Linked DNA regions of Manis pentadactyla: region 2 is linked to region 1. Evidence: chromatin contacts called from public Hi-C data. All regions are on one chromosome and are shown on one strand. The core of a region is the stretch at or near the end of the contact, and the rest is flanking DNA. Distances in the headings are between cores, read along the strand shown. Region 1 holds the start of HOXC10 (homeobox C10). Region 2 holds the start of SMUG1 (single-strand-selective monofunctional uracil-DNA glycosylase 1).

Region 1 (4,081 bases), core at 1,358-3,857:
TGGGAAAGTCTGGTCAAAAGCCCTCCTGCCTCTGGTTTGGTAGAAACACCAAAAGGGGGAGGGGAGGTAAGAAGGCAGAAGCAAAGTGCAGACTGAGAGGGATTAGTTGGGGTGGGAGGGCTTAGGTTGCAGTGGGGAGGCCAGGAGAGAACGGGGAGCCTACTGCAATGGGGGCAGTTCAAGTTAGGAGGTAGACTTGTTAACCTTGACTTTGCTTTTGGTGGGGCTAGAACACAGCTTTTCCTACCCTAAATCTGCACCCCAACCAAGCTTAGAGTCTGGGGCGAGGATATAAAATTAAATTTTCATATGCACATGAACCACAGTGAAGGCTTTGTGGGTGTGTGTGCCTTTCCCTCACCCTCATGAACACTGCTCATTTTCTGGCAGTCTCTACAGGCTGATTTGCCAAGGCCACCTTTGCAGAATAGACCCAAGAGGGTAAGGCTCTGCCCTTGCCCGCCAAAAGAGCGCGTGTGCGTGTATGAGCGGGCATGCGTGTGAGCAGAGCATGCAAGAGGGGTGTGTGTGAGTGTGACACAGGTCGCTGCCAGGCATGTGTGTGTGCTGCATCCATATACAAAGCGCCACAAGATCCAGGCCACCCCAGTCTGCTCAGTTCTCAGTATTTCATCTGCCTCCACACCCAGCAAGCCTCTCTTCTATACAACCTCCAGTAGCCAGTTTCACCTAGAGCACGAGTAACCCTCCCCTCCCAATTGGGCCTTTTCTGATGCTTTTTGCTCCAACTTTTCAGGGCAAGTCAGTTCCCTCAGCCTCCCTCCACTGCTCTTGCTTCCTCCACATTTTTTCTCCAGGTGTCAGAGAAAGGTCCTGGAGGCCCCCGTTCCTGCAGTAGAAATGAATCTTGAATCCTGAGCTTGAACTCTGGCTACACTTTCTTTCTCCAACCAAAATCACAAGGAAATCCAACCAAGGCCACATTCCCTTTCAGGAGAAAACCGTTTGCCACGCACACAGAAATTCCCCAACCACTCGTTCGTAAGCTGCTTTTGGAAACCAATGAAAAATTTTTTTTATTTGACTAGAAAAAAAGAAGATAAAAACATATTAAAGGGGAGGAAAAATAACTTAACATTCCAAATGCCCTGTTCCAACACCATCCCCAAGCCAGACGTCTGGGGAAAGGAGGGATGAGGCGGGCAGCTCTTCACCTCCACCTCTTCCCGCCCCAGCCCCTCTGCCTGGGGGCCTGGCCGAGCCCAAAACGGAAGGAGCCCAAACCACACGCACAAATCAGACCCACAAACAACAAATCGCGCTTCGCAGGAAACAATTTTCAACTGGGAAAACGCAGAAAAGGGAAATCCCCCTTCTCCCAAGCCTTCCCTACACCCTGGCACAAGATCGCCATTTTAAGCTTTTTGCAAGCTTCTGACCTGAGCTGGGGACATCAGACCCCACCAGGATACCAGCGCAGAGCAAGCAAACCAAAGCCTGCCCCCACCCGGGAGCGGTCACCCGCCCTGGCAGCATAAGGCGCCTGCAGACTGCCGGTGGTGCGCATCACCCCCTGGTCTCGGCGCCCACGGCAGCTGCCGGCCCAGCACCTCCACTTCGCCGCTTACCTTCCCTAACCAAATGACGCGCCACCAGCCTGGCGCTCAGCAAACACGAGTCGCAAGCCGGGATTTCATTCCCGGGACGTCCAAGGCCTCCTCGGCCCAACCCGCCCCCCGCTCCCACCCCGGCCACGAAGACCAAGTGCCCGAGCGTCCCAGCCGGGCCGCGGCCCCAGCGACCTTACCTTTCGCTTCGTTATCCGAGGTGTCTGGGCTGGAGTCGGCGGTTTTGGCCCGCTCCTTTTCACTCTCCAAGGGGCTGCCTTTGGGGCCCGCCAGACTCTGCTCGGTCTTGATCTCATTGGGGCTAGGGGTCTGGCTGTCGGACTTGGGGGTCTCAGGGAAACTCACTTTGCCCCCGAGCTGGGGAGATTCCAGATGTTCGGCGCGCGGGGTGAGACTGGCCCGCTGCTCGAAAGGGGCTTCGAAGTCGTTGGCCCCGGCACAGTGGGGCGGCTTGTCCAGCGCGGAGTAGCTCGGGCTGGCGCGGTAGTAGCTGGGCACAGGCACCTCGTGCTCCCCGAGGCAGGACTCCTGCAGGGGGTGGGAGTAGAGGGCTGCCTCGGGGCCACTTTTAGCCCGCTTCTCCGCGCTGTACATGCAGCAGACATTCTCCTCCTTGACACTAGGTGGGTAGGAACAGGAGGACAGCGGCCTGCCAACAGGTTGTTCCAGGCGGTAGGCGGCTTTGGGGTCGCCCCAGGAGTCCAGCTGCGAGAGGTAGGACGGGTAGGTGTTGAGGGAGAGATTGGGGCTGCTGCCCTCGTCCCTCTTGGATAGCGAGGGCGCGAGCCCGCAGCCCCGCATCACCCCGCAGTTGAAGTCACTCCCAGATTGCATATACATGCCTGCGCTTCGGCTATAGCGCTCTCCTCCGCCTGGCGCAGCCAAGGGCTCCGCATACGAGTTCGGAGTTACATTGCGAGGGCATGTCATTTTCAGAGAGAGGGGTTTTTAAGGAGCAATACTACAGCGGAGGAGCTGACATCTTTTTTTTTCCCTATCCGGGAGGGTGGGGGGCTGTTGGAGGGGCGGGAGGGAAAAGAAGGGGGGGGGGAATATCAGCTCCATAATTATCCGTGTATTCGGTCCTCACCATGTGACGGCTAGACCAATGGGATTTGAAAATGGCCTTGATGATTCAGACGGCCGTGACGTCAGCGGGGTCAAGTTGTCGGCAGGCGGAGGGCTCAGCGTGGAGTAACAGCGCCACCTAGCAGCCACCTTGGGGTAGGGGCGCGGGAGCCCATCCCCGCGAACAAAGGAAGCGCCCCCGGGGCGGCAGGGGCAGGAGCGGGTGGAGTAAGATAGGGGGGCTCTAGGGAGAATGGGGCTTGTTTACCCAGGAACCAGCCTGTAACTCCTGGGGAGAGGGGAGCGGAGAGGGGGCAAATGCGGGAGAAAGGGAGAAAGCGAGGCAACTCGGGGCTCAAAACAGTCAAATTCAAATTAAAAGGTCAAGACACGATTCAGGTACTTCTTCCCCTCTTCTCACCTCCCTTTCTCCTCTCCTTGACCCCCGCCCCCTCTTCTTCCCTCGGGAATGGGAGTTGGGTGAGGTTGGGTGGGGGGAGGGCTCCTGTGAGCAAAGACAGAGAGAAAAAGTTAGGACTCCCAAACAAAACTAAAGTTTCTGCTCTCCCGCGTCCAGGTTCGTCAGGTTTGGCCTGGGAACTCAGTTTGGGGACCTTCAGTCACGGAAGCTGATTGAGTTGCAAGCTCCCAGTGGAATCTCCTCTCTCTGGGGTGGACCAGGTAGGGGTCACCATCACTTTAGGGATACTGAGGGGAAAGGAGGTTCTGAGTGAATCTAGGAGTCGGGGCAGGAGGAAGCCGGCAACCAGAGGCACCGGTTCCCCGACCTGGGAGTGCAGCCGCCTGGGCCTGGCAGGGTGGGCGGCTCCTGGGTTGCCATCCCAGGGGCGGGAAGGCTTTGGCCTTGGAGTCGGTTCTGCTGCTTTTGCTCCAGGCCCTGGCGGCCCTCCAAATGACCTTGCCCCAACTAAAACAGGGAATATCCCAGAGCGAAAGAGGAAAATCCTCGGGGTCTCTGCTGCTCTGGAGGAGTCATGGATCATACAGGAAACCAGGACACCAGATGCCACAAAAAATATGACCGAGAGAAATGTCCTTTCCAGAGCGAATGAGCTGGGGGCATTTTTGAAAGGAGAACAGGGACCAGTCTATTTTTGTGGTTTTTATTGTTTAATAAAGGGTGTCGAGAAATGGGAGACAAGGTATATTTCACATAGTTCTATCCATGTCGCTATCGCCATTCTCCCAAAGCGAACTAAACTCTCCACCCCTTCCTCAGGAAACGGAATCTGGAGAATAACTTGTCTTTCCGGTTGCCCCGCATTTTCCCTTGGATGAAGCCGCCTCGGGTTTCGACTTTCGGAAGGGCTGGAGCGTGGCTGGGAAAAGGATCGGAGCTCCAGGCGCCCTGGCGTGAAGTGAGGAGGCTGGATCGCTTCTAGGGAGGCCCAAGCCCCCGCTGC
Region 2 (3,887 bases), core at 696-3,195, 190 kb before region 1:
TTCCTAGGGACTTTAGGGCACTTCCTGAACCCTGGGTGGAGTCCAGGAGGGATTGGCCAGTGGAGTCATTCATTCCACATACGCCTAGTGAACACTGCCCATGTGTTAGGTGCTGGGATGGACATCAGTGCTCAGGCCAAACTCAGGTCCTGGTGATGAAAGAGAAGGGAGGCCTCAGCCCCATCGGGACTTAGAGGCAAGGCCAGGAAGACTTGTCCTGGAACTGGGAGCTGGAGAGGCATGGAGGAGAAGGGAGCAGCCCTCCCTGCCTGTATGTGTGGAGTTCAAGTCAAACCTGGGCAGGTTGCTCTGCCTCTCTGGGCCTCATTGCCCTGCCCTGATAAATGACAGGGTGAGGCTAAGTCAACAGTTCTCAGGTGCTGACTCAAAATCACCTGGGGGCTGGTTAGAATTCAGATTCCTGGGCCCTGTGATCCAGGAGCTCTGCGGTCAGGACCTAGCCTTGTTCCCCTAAGCCGCCCATGGTTCTGATGGGCAGTGGGGTGATGGGTGGAGCTAGAAGGCTGGAGGACTGCCTAGGGCCCCTTCTGCCTCCTGCTCTGATTCACTTTCCTGCCTGCTTTTGGGAGGAAGCTACTGAGCGTGACTTTCAACAATGCTAGGCACTGAACTGCATTTAGACCCTAAACATATACTAATATCCCATCTTGGCAAGGAAACTAATGCCTGGAGCTGTCAAGTGGAACAGTCCTGAGCTTTTTCTGTTTTAGATCCTCACCTCTCAAGGTATATGGCTTTTTCTCTCCACTCTTTCTAGGTGGTGTCTCAGTGTTTTATAAGACACTTCCCTTTTCCATCTCCCACTGTCTTCCCTTCCTCTATCATCCTGTCATCTCCAGTTTGTAGTAATCTAAAACACTTTCAGTAGGTCCTCATCAGCCCTTCTCTGGGAAGTCCTCCCTGCCATCTGCCCCAAGTCCTCCTCCAATGGGAGTCCATATTCCCTGATCCTTCCTCAGAGCTGGGGAGGAGAGAGGGTCTTAAACATCACTTCCCTTACCTGTCTTACCTGACCCCGTCTTACCTCCTGCTTCCTCCTTTTGCTCATCGCCAGTTCTTGTCCCTCCTTCTTCAGGTTTCAGAATTATCTGTTTGGTTTATAACACAGGCAAAAAGCCAGAGTAATCTCTAGGGATTTCTCCGAGCTCAGCAGGAAGGATTGAGGTTAGATGCTTGGAAGAACTTCCAAATAGCCAAAGAGAGCAGTCCTGAAAGGAAGCTGTGGACCCAGGGGTAAGCCTGGTCTCTATCCAGACTCACGACTCCTCTCCCTAGTCTTTCCTCTTCACAGATCCCAAGCCTCTGTTAGGGTGACTCTGTACCTGTGCTCTGACCTCTTCATGGACACTGGGGGAGGGGTTGGTGGTCATGGGCTCCTCGGCCTCCCTGATGCTGAAGCATAGGCTGGGGCATCCTCCCACCCTGCCCTTGTCCGTTGCCCCTGCTCTGGAACCTGTGCTTTCATGCACTCCAGCCACCCCTCATGTTTCCAGGGAAGGGGTGGTGGAGAGTCTGAGGGGAGCCATCTCTCTCTGTGGGGAGATCTGTGCATGTGTTGTGACATCTGTGGGGCCATATGGCTGCGCATGGCGGGGTGTGCGGGCCTGCGAGTCCTGGTGTGATTTTGCATCAGCTCTTGCCCCAGAGCAGCAGAGGCCGCACCCTGTCCTGGGGGTTAGCCAGTGGGTGTGATGAGCTTGGGGCTGTGCACCGGGTTTCTCTCCCAGTGTGGGGCGCTGGGAGCTGCCTCTCCTGTATGGGCTCCCAGCCCCCTCCAGCCTCCCTCCCGCCCCCACCCCCCTGGGCTCTGATGCTGGGCCTCTAGAAGCAGAGCCATCTGTCCTGCGTCTGAGTGGCCACCAGAGGGCTCCGGGACCAGGCTTTTCTCTTCCGCAGGAGCTGTGAGGATCCCAGCAGCCCCAGCATCAAGCTTTTCTGGAAGTGCGGGCCATCCTCCTGCAGCTGCTATTGAAGGGTGTCCAGGCTGGGAGGCCATGGGAAGGGGACACAGCCTTTGCCTTTTATAATCCTATTCTGAAATATCTCCTTTCTCTCTCAGGAAGTCCTTCCAGGTATTTACCCTCCATTTCTATTGCTAATAGAGGGAAGAGATGGGGCTGAGGGAACCACCTTTCTTTTTTGTTGCATTACCTTCCCCCAGGTTTCAAGTTAAGTCTTTATTCTTTTCCCCATGCCCTGACCATCAGAGCTCAGACTCTGCTGTGCCATAGCAGCTGAGGACTGAATAGGCAACAGCAGGAAAGTTGTGAGCTAGACATTAGGATGGACTTCCTGGTAGAGAGGGGCATGAGCCACTGGGTTTGGTGTCTGAGGGAGGCTGAACACGGAGAGGTTGCCTGTTCATAAGGAGCAAGGCTCTGGCTCTGCGGGGCTGCGGAGGGTCCTCTGTGAGCCACAGCTTGCCCATACGTCCCTTGTGGGGGCTAGGGCAGAGGGCTGCATGTCGCTGCCTTGCCACCGGGCACCTCAGAGCCTCAGAAAGCCATGGATGTTGCTTGGTCCCTGCCATCTGCCCCAAGTCCTCTGAGGGGAGTCCATATTCCTTGCTCCTTCCTCTGAGCTGGGGAGGAGAGAGCAATGGAGAAAGGATGTTTGTGGGGTCTTTTAAAGGAAAACCCCCTGAGCCACTCCCTCCGCTGGTTGACAGTTGCTGGCAGAAGGAAGGACAAAATGCCAAAGCAATTTCCTGCATCTGCTTAAATGAGTCTTCAGAGCCCCTGTCAGGTCTTCAGATTTTAGATTGAGCATCATCAACCTACTAGGCAAAGACTAAGTCAATGCAGGGTGGGGGGCTTCCTAGAGCCGGAGGATGACACAATCTTCCATGGGGTGTGGAGGTGATTGGTCCCCCTCTGTCCTCTGCACCTCAGCTTTCCAAGTAGCCTGTGAAATGTCTGCCTCTCTTGTTGGTCCTCAATGCTGAGAGGGCCCTGGGATTGTGGGGAGAGCATGGATTTGGGGTCAGATCCCCTCTCATGGAGACAAATGGTGCACCTCTGTGCCTCAGTCCCTATATCTATCTGTAGGGTGGGAATAATGATTCTTCCCTCTCAGGTGAGCTCTGTGAGAGTGTGTGTGAGGGGCTGCAGAGCACACCCCACAGCAGAGTTTCCATCCCCATGTCCGCCCCAGTCTCACTTGTTCTTGGAGGAGAGATGGGCCCATTTGCCAGACAGGGAAATGGGGGCAGGAGTGATCCTAGGTCTCTGCTGGGTGTACTTGAGGATCAACAGCCGGGGCTCCCTCCCCCTCCTCTCTTCTTCCCTCCCTTTTGTCTCATTGCTCTGCTCTGACTCTTCCCCCTCCTCCTCCTGCCCACCGCTTTTCTCCTTTGTTTTGTTCCCCCTTCTCCCTTTCAGCTCTATGCTTCTATTCTTCCACCTTCTTCTCTTCATCCATTCAGCTTTAAGGTGGGTGGAAGGGATTATTTAGAAGGACAAGAACTACATATCCTGCACCCCCACACAATCCCCTGGGATGCCTCCTCTTGCATATTGCCCCAACTTCTTGGTCTTTTTCCTTGATCTCAGCAAAGGTTGATGCCCCTGTTCCTTGGGCCTGGGTTGGGGAAGGAAGATATTGATGAAATCTTGTCCAAAGAAACAATGTGTGTCCTGGGAAAATTGCTGAACAGGACACGGTGGTCCCTGCCTTTGAAGGGATTATGGCTTGGGAAGGAGGCTGGCTCTCAGCAACAATGTGACCAGTGCTACCCTGGAGGCTTAAATATGGTGTGGTGGAGCTTCAGAGGCACATCAGGGAAGGCTTCACAGAGGAGGTGACCATTGAACTGGGTTTTGAGCGATGAGCTTGAGTTTTCCCAGTTCATAAAGGGGTGGACAGAA

The links. A called contact is a pair of places that touch in the nucleus more often than the background predicts.
Region 2: a Hi-C map of skin fibroblasts shows a contact between it and region 1, with 7 times the contacts expected there. The contact joins the promoter of SMUG1 here to the promoter of HOXC10 in region 1. A contact is called at or near these places in 2 of 3 Hi-C or Micro-C datasets (fibroblasts and skin fibroblasts).

Annotation. Positions count from the first base shown.
Region 1 is chr10:38,329,361-38,333,441 of mManPen7.hap1, reverse strand. HOXC10 (homeobox C10) reads right to left here and starts at 2,607. Exons shown (of 3, transcript XM_057486714.1): 1 at 2,432-2,607; 2 at 1,769-2,294. The coding sequence starts at 2,485. It overlaps LOC118927170 (a long non-coding RNA gene), which reads left to right and starts at 2,851. Exons shown (of 3, transcript XR_005030737.2): 1 at 2,851-3,056; 2 at 3,235-3,338; 3 at 3,898-4,081.
Region 2 is chr10:38,523,727-38,527,613 of mManPen7.hap1, reverse strand. It overlaps SMUG1 (single-strand-selective monofunctional uracil-DNA glycosylase 1), which reads left to right and starts at 1,945. Exons shown (of 4, transcript XM_036915320.2): 1 at 1,945-2,093.